Regions from separate parts of the Sus scrofa genome. Here all the other regions are linked to region 3. The links are chromatin contacts, called in public HiChIP or PLAC-seq maps. All regions are on one chromosome and are shown on one strand. The core of a region is the stretch at or near the end of the contact, and the rest is flanking DNA. Distances in the headings are between cores, read along the strand shown. Region 1 overlaps LOC110259422 (a long non-coding RNA gene). Region 2 has its middle 570 kb from the start of MEF2C. Region 3 overlaps MEF2C (myocyte enhancer factor 2C).

Region 1 (2,700 bases), core at 98-2,597, 860 kb after region 3:
AAATCAATATACCAACTTGTTTATTTTTTCATTTACCTGCCACATTTTTCTGCTTGAGGGAAAACCATGCACATTTCATAGAAATATAATTCTTTAAGAATATCTCCTTTCCTAACAAGGGGGATTTAGGTCTGAGAGTTTCAAGAAAACCAGAGCTCATGACAATTATATGAAGGCCATGGTCAATCTAATTCACTATCACTCACACTAGCTACCTTTGTGTATATAATATCCATGTTTGCTGGACGTTAAAAATGTAAATCACTGCAAACCCATAGATTGTGTCCAATAAGATAATAATTGTGAAGTTAAATGCTCAGATATATGTGTGTGTGTATATACATGTTTATATATAATATGCATATATATAGAGAGAGAGGGAGAAAGGGAGAGAGAGAGAGAAAGGGAGAGAAAGCACGCACATGCTAGAGAAGGGTGGTGGAAGACAAGTTAAAATAATATTTTTATTCCTTTTTTTCTGGCTGTACCCATGGCACAGAGAAGCTCCAGGGCCAGGGATTGAACAGTGCTACAACAGCAACCCAAGCCATAGCAGTGACAATGCCAAATTCCAACCCATCGAGCAACCAGGGAACTCCAACAAGAATATTTTACTTATCAGCCATAAAATATATGTATAAACATTCAGTTGCTATTCTGACAGTGATAAAAGGAAGACTGGAGAACTAAAAATGATGATGCAACTAAAGGAGCAGATTTGGTTTTTCCTCCTTTTAGTAAATATCCCTCATTCATTTTACCCATCAGTTCTAGGAAAACTTTCTTCTCAGAGCATTTGTTCTCGGCTTGGCGAAGCTATACAGGTGGTGCTGCCTCAGCAGGAAACTGTCTTCTTGCTGAGGGACCGCCAATTATTTGTAGTGAAACTAAAACAGAAGAATAAATATTACATGTTGATGGATACTTGTCAGGAAAGGGAATGAGGTGCTTTCAGTGGGGCTTGTCAGACACAAAAACCTTCAGCAAATCTGCATTTTCAATGGCAAGGTGGCTAGAATTCTCCAGCTGCTCCAACTGGTGAACCTCAAGATTTATCTCATAAATTTAAATTATAGATGACATAGCACTGGAATGGAAATAGATGACACCTTTAAAAATAAATCTAGTGCAACATTTGGGAAAAGGAATCACACATTTCAAAGGGGAAAAAAGAAAGTTCCAATGTGCCAAAACAGAGCTTTTATTTATTGTCCTATTTACTATTCTCTGTCTAAAATTAGCATCTCTCTTACTTTTCCTTTTAGTCTTCTTTATAAGACATGCTGTAGAGGAGCTCTGAAAGTTTTGTACAACTCAAGGAGTAAGCCGGTTGCAACTATAACAAAAAGCTTGCCAAGGTTGAGAGCCAAACTGGCAAGGGTTTCTGTTGTGTCAGCGTTTAAGTATTATTGCAATGTTATCGTATCACTGAAAAAAGGGGAGCATGGGAACAGCAGAGCCAAATGTTAAGGAACATTAGAAGGAAAGTGTGTACCTAGACTTCAATAGAGAGTTTGGCAGTAGTGGACAGGGTTTAACTTTAATAGGAACTGGTCAATTCAATTTTAATTCGGTCATATGAAATTACCCTTTTAAAATTTATTTTAGGAGATCTTGATTCCAGCAGTCTTTCTGAATCAGATAGTGGTAAAGAATAATAAAGAATATAAGTCAGATGAAGACTTCCTTGTGTTAAAAGGAAATTTCCCCTGGTCAGAGCAGGAAGAATACATTTCTCTTGAAGGGAAATTTCAGAGAAACACATTTGAGATTTTTTTCCCTGCTTTGAGGTATTTTTTCACAAGTAAAAGTCAGTGAAAATTTAGACTTTTGTCCTGAGAAACTACAACAGAGTTCATAATTTGAGCACAGATTTTACCAATATTAGAAGAATCAATTGAGAAAAACACAAAGATAAAAGCCTAGAAGCAAAAAAAAAAAAAAAAAATTAACCTATCATTGACATGAATATTTTTATGGGGAGGGGTACCTTTAGAAACATTTTGATCATTTCATGCAAAACATTATGAAAGAGGGGCTGCACTAAATTGGAAACTTTTTTTTTTTAAACTACATGTAAACCAGAGGGGGCTAAGCACAGAAACAGGAGCTGCCAGAAAAGAACTTTTCCCTCCAGTACTGATGGTTTCTGTTCTTCTCGGGTCAGCCATAGAAATATATGTAAACAATGCAGGGGATTTAAAAATCGAAGCGGTGAGTTTAATAGCTCTACTCACATTCACTAGTTGCCTCACTTGCTTTCCAATTCCCTGTAGTTGGAGTCAAATATATTCTCACCCAGTGATCAGTGTTGGTTTTCAAGTGACACTCTGCATGTGGAGCTCAGGAAAACCAAACACCTACAGGAACGTGTTGAAGAAATGGGATAGCAAGGCCGCCAAGTGACTCAGTCTCCGCTTCCATCCCCTGGGGTTTATCAACTTTGTTAATGGGGCATATGTGCTGAGAATTATGTAACATTAAACATGGGGAACATTTCCTGGAGACATTTTTTCATTCTTCCTCAAAGCCAATGCATTGATAAGTCTAGTGTCCAGGTAAAACACCACCCTCTAGTGTACATCTCTAAATAATGCTGCTGGGACTCCTCGGATGATAATGATTGTGATAGTCAAAAACATTAAAGCAAGGACTACGATGAAGATCATTTTAATATCCGTGGGTAATACATGCAAGGAT
Region 2 (2,700 bases), core at 179-2,678, 640 kb after region 3:
GTAACATACGAGGTGAAGATTTGTTTTTATCCCTTTTCTGTGAATTTAAAAACATAGTGACCATTTGTAACATTATTTCTACAGAAAATTCTGTGAACAAATCCCTTGATAGGATGGATATTTGCTTTCATGTTACATAGGATGAGTAATATACTGATATCCACATGACATTATATAGTCCAAAGCACTTTAGGACTCCAGTCTAGAAAAGTTGTAACAACAGATAAAAAGTAAAATCTATGGAATGGCACTTTATAAAATCCCTACGTTCTCAGAGGCACTAAACTTATGCTCCTAGGAACTTTGGAGCAGGATTAAAATCTAGAAAGACAGACTAGAATAATACAAAGAGATGCAGAGGGCAATAGAAAGAAATAGACTCTTACCTGACAAACAGCATCACCATATAAAAACGGCAGAATACAACCTTGCCAGTTTCAGTTTGAGATTCTCCTTGTGTGTGTGTGTGTGTTTAGAACATACTTCAGTTTGTCCAAACATCACATGAAAAAACATTAAAAGGATTCCCCTGCACCTTTAAAATGAAATCATATGTCCCACATTCAGTCAGTTCTCTATTAACCAAAGTGAACTTAAATCTTAGCCTGACTTGTCTGGTTATCCAGCACGTACCTAAATTACCTTACCCTGGTGGTTATGTACTTAATCCTAACTTTAATTATGTGCTAAATATGTTTTTTAAGTAAGAAGAGATTAATTTTCTTTAAGAAAATTCTTATTTTAGAAACAAATATATTGAAGGCAGCTATGCTCACCACCATACCACCAATGCTACTGACTAGAAACAAATATATGAAATATCTCTATTGTTATAGCCCTTTGTATGTATAAATACAAGCAAATATGTAGTATAAGTATATATACAGAGATATTTTACTGTATTTAAGCAAGCTTGGTAGAAAACTTCTTTAACTCTTGTAGGTCATAGCTATAATATATCTAATTATTCTGTGAAGAGTAAACAAAAGGATGCCTATTATGTAAGAATTTTTTTTAATCCTAAGTAAAATTTCCACTATATATAGCAGTTGGATACTTCCACTGGTGGCTGTCTGATACAATTTGTTGGCAGATATGTGGCATCTTCAAAATCTAGAAATCCCGAGGTCAAGATTTCCTATAATCAATGTGCTGTAAGTGCATTTCTGTCTGGGAATTTTTCTTTGCTTCTTAACTGCTTAGGTTGAGAGCCAGGGTGTCCAAAATTACAATTGATACTAGAAACACAATGTCAGAGATGATTTCTCCATTCTGCCTTACTGCTCCATTTAAAATTGTGTTACATTTCTGCTAATAAAAGCCTTTCTAAGGATTCTGTATCACTCTTTTGCAAGGCACATTCACATCCTTCAATGAAAGTTGCTATTATCAGAGCAGTGTGCTCTTACTATTTATTTATTACAACAGCCCTCATGACTGCTTACCCAGGCGAGCACTAGAAATATCTAACTCATTACCACTACATAAAATAGCATGGGGTATTTTCAGAATGAAAGAGATCAGAGCATGACAAATTCTAAAGCTGCCCGTGTCCCTGTTTCTAAAGAAAAAGATTGCTGTTCAACAAGCACTAGTAACTTTAACTATCGAAGTGGATATATTAGACTCTTAGAGAAAACACTGCCCAGACAAAATCTTATTGGTAATACCTATTTGCTACTCTTTTTTTCATTTAAAGTCTGAACACCCTTGGATTTTCCCAGACCAGCCAGTGAAAGAAAACTGACCCAGATGGAGTCAGAAACTGAAAATGCCTATTGACTTATTCAGCTGGAAGTTGATCCTGGTTGCTATTTAAATCTACTGCTTTAAGTGTCAGCAGACATGCTGCATTCCTTATAATGGTTCAGAGGGCAGACATTTGGGTCAAAATATTCTTACCCATTCTGTATCTATTGTGAGCTTTACAATGTTTACAAACAGCTGTTACAATAACCCAAAGATCCAAAGAAAAATGTGACACATCCAAGAATCTGACAGTTAAAACCAAGCATTTGTTCAGATAGCACCTTGTGGTTTGAGGTAACAAGACCCATGATGATAATGGTATTTGTCACATTCAGAGCAGCTGTATTCATGAGCGAGTGGAAGTGACTACCATCTTACACACCCAGTTACTACTTTGAACCCAGCTCTATATTTTGGCTGCCTTGGCAACAGCACAGCAATAACAACTGGAGCCATAATGGCGATGTCAATCCAAGGACATTTTGGGATATAAAGCAAAGAGCCCTGACTTTCAACAGAGAAAGAAAGAACATACAAAATAAATGGAAAAAAAAACAAAAAACAAAACAAAAACCAAAAACCCATAGCTCTGCTATACTGTGTACAATGAGACTTAGGGACTAGACTCCATGTTATTTATTGTAAAGTTAAGTTTTTACAAGTCCAATAATTTTCCAGTGGCTTGTCTTTTATGGAAAAAAGGAAAGGGAAATGGATCTCAATAAGTAGGGAGCTATTTTTGTTTTCTACAACAAGACTATAAAGGATAAATTACACCTTAATTGTGACCACATTCATCAATATAGGTTCCACAGAACTATAAACAACAATAGAAATGGACAAAATCGTTCAGCCTTCTCACTGGTTGGTTTGTTTCATGTGATTGGTCACTAGTATCTCTTCTTTTGGTCACATGGTAAAATTGCATTTCCCTGTCCTCATGACATGAAA
Region 3 (2,724 bases), core at 119-2,618:
GTTAAAAGCTTTAATGTACGGAGATATGACAAAATGTAATTTTAAACGCAGTGACTTTTCATTTTGGCTGTTGAAAGGAAAGGATTAAATAGTGGATGAATGACTGTCAACTGAAATCTACAAATGTCACTATTACTAATGTATTATAATGACTTGCTGTATTTCCCTATACCAAGAGTACAACCCCATCCTGTTTTCTTCTTTACTACCACTTGCTTTCATCTTTGAAATTACTTCAACTTAAGTGATAAGAGGTCCATTATTTTAAGGAATTTGTGATGGTCTGAGGTACCAACCTGCAATTCATTTACTGCTATATATCAGTTCTTCAGGTTTTCCATTAAATATGTTAGAGAAGTTAATAAGACTTTATTGGTCAATAGTGCTCGGCCATTTAATCAAATAATTAATTAGCAGTTCTTTGTACACAGCATCAGAATACATTTTTTTTAATGAATTACAGGTCAAGGGTATATCTTTTTCAATTTAAAATTACATTATTTCTTTGCAGTATTCTTTTTTTACATCAACAGTATTAAAAGTTGATGTGTAGAAGATCGATTTTTCCTTAACTCAGTTAACCAAAATTTACTGAATATCTACTGCATTCTCTCTCTTATATTTTGAGCTGGGAATACAAACTGAATAAGACTAAGTTTGCCCACCGAAGGATGAGTGTACAGGAGAGAGACGTGTGCCTAGATAGTCCACTTAAAATGAAATGAGATAAATAATGTGGGGACAGGCTGCATGAGAGAATCAAGGAGAGGTGCATAGTTCCTTCTAAAAGAGTCAGGAAATTCTGAATCGTTGAACAAATTCTGAGTGATGACAAGGGAGAGCTCAATAACATGAAGCAGGAGAGTGCCAGGAATGCATACACAAAGGCAAGCAGCCTTGACACCGTTTGGAAAGTGGCAGCATCCACTCTGGAGGCAGACAGCCTGGGTTCGACTTTGGGCCATTACTTAAACTCTCTGTGCCTCAGTTCCCTCAAGTATGGAAAGGGCATAATATGAACATCTACTTTTAAGAGCTGTTACGCAAATGAATGAGTTATTTTTTTGTAAATTTCATTGTAAGAGCAATTTAAATATTTGCTATTATTAGACTTGGAGTGCAAGGGTTCTTGATGGCAGTGGCAGAAGGTAAGAAGGAGTTTAAGAGAGCAGGGATGGCCAGAGATAAGAGGCTCATGGTTAATACCGAAAGAGCTGGGAAACCGTTGCTGGATGTTATGCATCTGAATGATGACCTACAACTGGTTTGAGGTTTTGAGAAAGACTAAGGAGTCATAGGAAGGCTGCAGTGGGATGCAGTGTCAAGCTGGGAGATGAATTAGGGATCTCTGGAAATAGTTCTGGAGTGTTGCCATGAGCCTGAGCCAGGACAGTAGGATAAGAACGGGAAGAAGGGGGTAGGGTTAAGAAGCACCTTGGAGGCAAAGACTTGGTGACTTACTGGATGATGGAAAGACTGGATGGAAAAGTTTCTATACTTTATGTTCAGATGGTCTCTTGGTAGTTATAAGAACATAATACATTTCAAATGTACTTCCTTTCCTCATGAGACTATACTGTTTTTACAAGATGACTAGATTTTGAAAAAAATTATAGACTGAAAAGTATGGAACTTAAACGCAGAGTCTTGCCACCTGACCTCAGAGTTTCTATCTGAGACCTTGAATTTCAATGACAATATTCAAAATTTTGAGGGTATCTTTTGGCCATTTTGCTTTAGTTTTATTTTTTGAAAGTGTAGAGACACTCTGACTGGCCTTGTTTCCCCTGGTGTTATGTGATTCTCTGACTTCAGCACTGATGCATTCGTCTTTGACATATGATACTGGCTGGCATGAGAAAGAAGGGGAAGACGGCCGAGCCTGTGAGCAGGACGAGACAGCTAAGCTCAAGACTCAGTGGCATCTGCAACAGGTGTTCTGTGGGACCAGAGTTAGAAAGGGCTTCTTCCTCTATTTTTAAAAAGTGGAGAAGTAACTCTTTCATAACTATATGGAAAACTGTGAAAATTACATGTGGATGGCTATAGGATACAATCATCAAGATATAATGTTTATCATCACCTGAGTGGAGCCCTTGAGTGTCTTTGTTTTGATTTATTTCTATTTTTGAAGCAGAAGATTTCTCGTGCCTATGGCAAAGGTCCTGAAGGAGCTTATAAGATATTTTTTTAGTTCAATGACGCTATTGCCTACGTATGGCTAACTTTTATGCTTAGAAGATTGTGTGTCTTCTCTGTCCCCAGAGGGCCATTTAACTTAGCAGACTGTCAGGGAATTGAAAATGACAGCATAATTGAACAACAACACTTATTTTCAATACAGAATTCTAAAGTGTTCTAGCTATTAAGCAGGCCACTTTTATCAAATATGAGTAACCCATTTCCCCCAGCCCCTATTTTTTTAAGTACTTTTAATACTTTCATCAGCACTACTGGTTGTTCTCATATGAGCAGGTAAATGGATGCACTGAGATAGTGGAAAAATATCATAACATCTAAATTATTTTTCTCATCTACATTGTTTCGGTCTTTGTGACCCAATTATCAGCCCCCCATCCTTTCTAGCTGTAGTGTTTGGCAAAAACTTGAATCCAAGATACAATGGTCTAGCTTTGATCTGGTTCTGTAATTTTCAGGCTACAAACCATGGAGTATTTTGTTTTGTTTTGTTTTGTCTTTGTAGTTCCACACCTGTGGTAAACG

What was found. HiChIP or PLAC-seq counts read pairs in DNA pulled down with a chosen protein or histone mark.
Region 1: an H3K27ac HiChIP or PLAC-seq map of skeletal muscle shows a contact between it and region 3. The contact joins two enhancer-like sites. A contact is called at or near these places in 9 of 47 Hi-C or Micro-C datasets (embryonic fibroblasts, fetal heart ventricle, fetal liver and 4 more) and 1 of 2 datasets of contacts at active chromatin or transcription factors (skeletal muscle).
Region 2: an H3K27ac HiChIP or PLAC-seq map of skeletal muscle shows a contact between it and region 3, with 5 times the contacts expected there. The contact joins two enhancer-like sites. A contact is called at or near these places in 5 of 47 Hi-C or Micro-C datasets (embryonic fibroblasts, fetal skeletal muscle, psoas muscle and 1 more) and 1 of 2 datasets of contacts at active chromatin or transcription factors (skeletal muscle).

The regions. Positions count from the first base shown.
Region 1 is chr2:97,009,179-97,011,878 of Sscrofa11.1, forward strand. The region is part of intron 4 of LOC110259422 (a long non-coding RNA gene); the gene reads right to left. Among named protein-coding and RNA genes, the nearest start is that of CETN3, 580 kb to the right of the region's middle. Within about 2 kb of position 1,348, at least 2 of the 83 cell types and tissues checked have an H3K27ac peak or open chromatin away from gene starts, as enhancers often do. A contact at or near this core is called in fetal skeletal muscle and skeletal muscle, where this site is marked.
Region 2 is chr2:96,785,748-96,788,447 of Sscrofa11.1, forward strand. No RefSeq gene overlaps it. Among named protein-coding and RNA genes, the nearest start is that of MEF2C, 570 kb to the left of the region's middle. Within about 2 kb of position 1,429, at least 10 of the 83 cell types and tissues checked have an H3K27ac peak or open chromatin away from gene starts, as enhancers often do. A contact at or near this core is called in fetal skeletal muscle and skeletal muscle, where this site is marked.
Region 3 is chr2:96,148,448-96,151,171 of Sscrofa11.1, forward strand. The region is part of intron 5 of MEF2C (myocyte enhancer factor 2C); the gene reads right to left. Among named protein-coding and RNA genes, the nearest start is that of MEF2C, 67 kb to the right of the region's middle. Within about 2 kb of position 1,369, at least 2 of the 83 cell types and tissues checked have an H3K27ac peak or open chromatin away from gene starts, as enhancers often do. A contact at or near this core is called in fetal skeletal muscle and skeletal muscle, where this site is marked.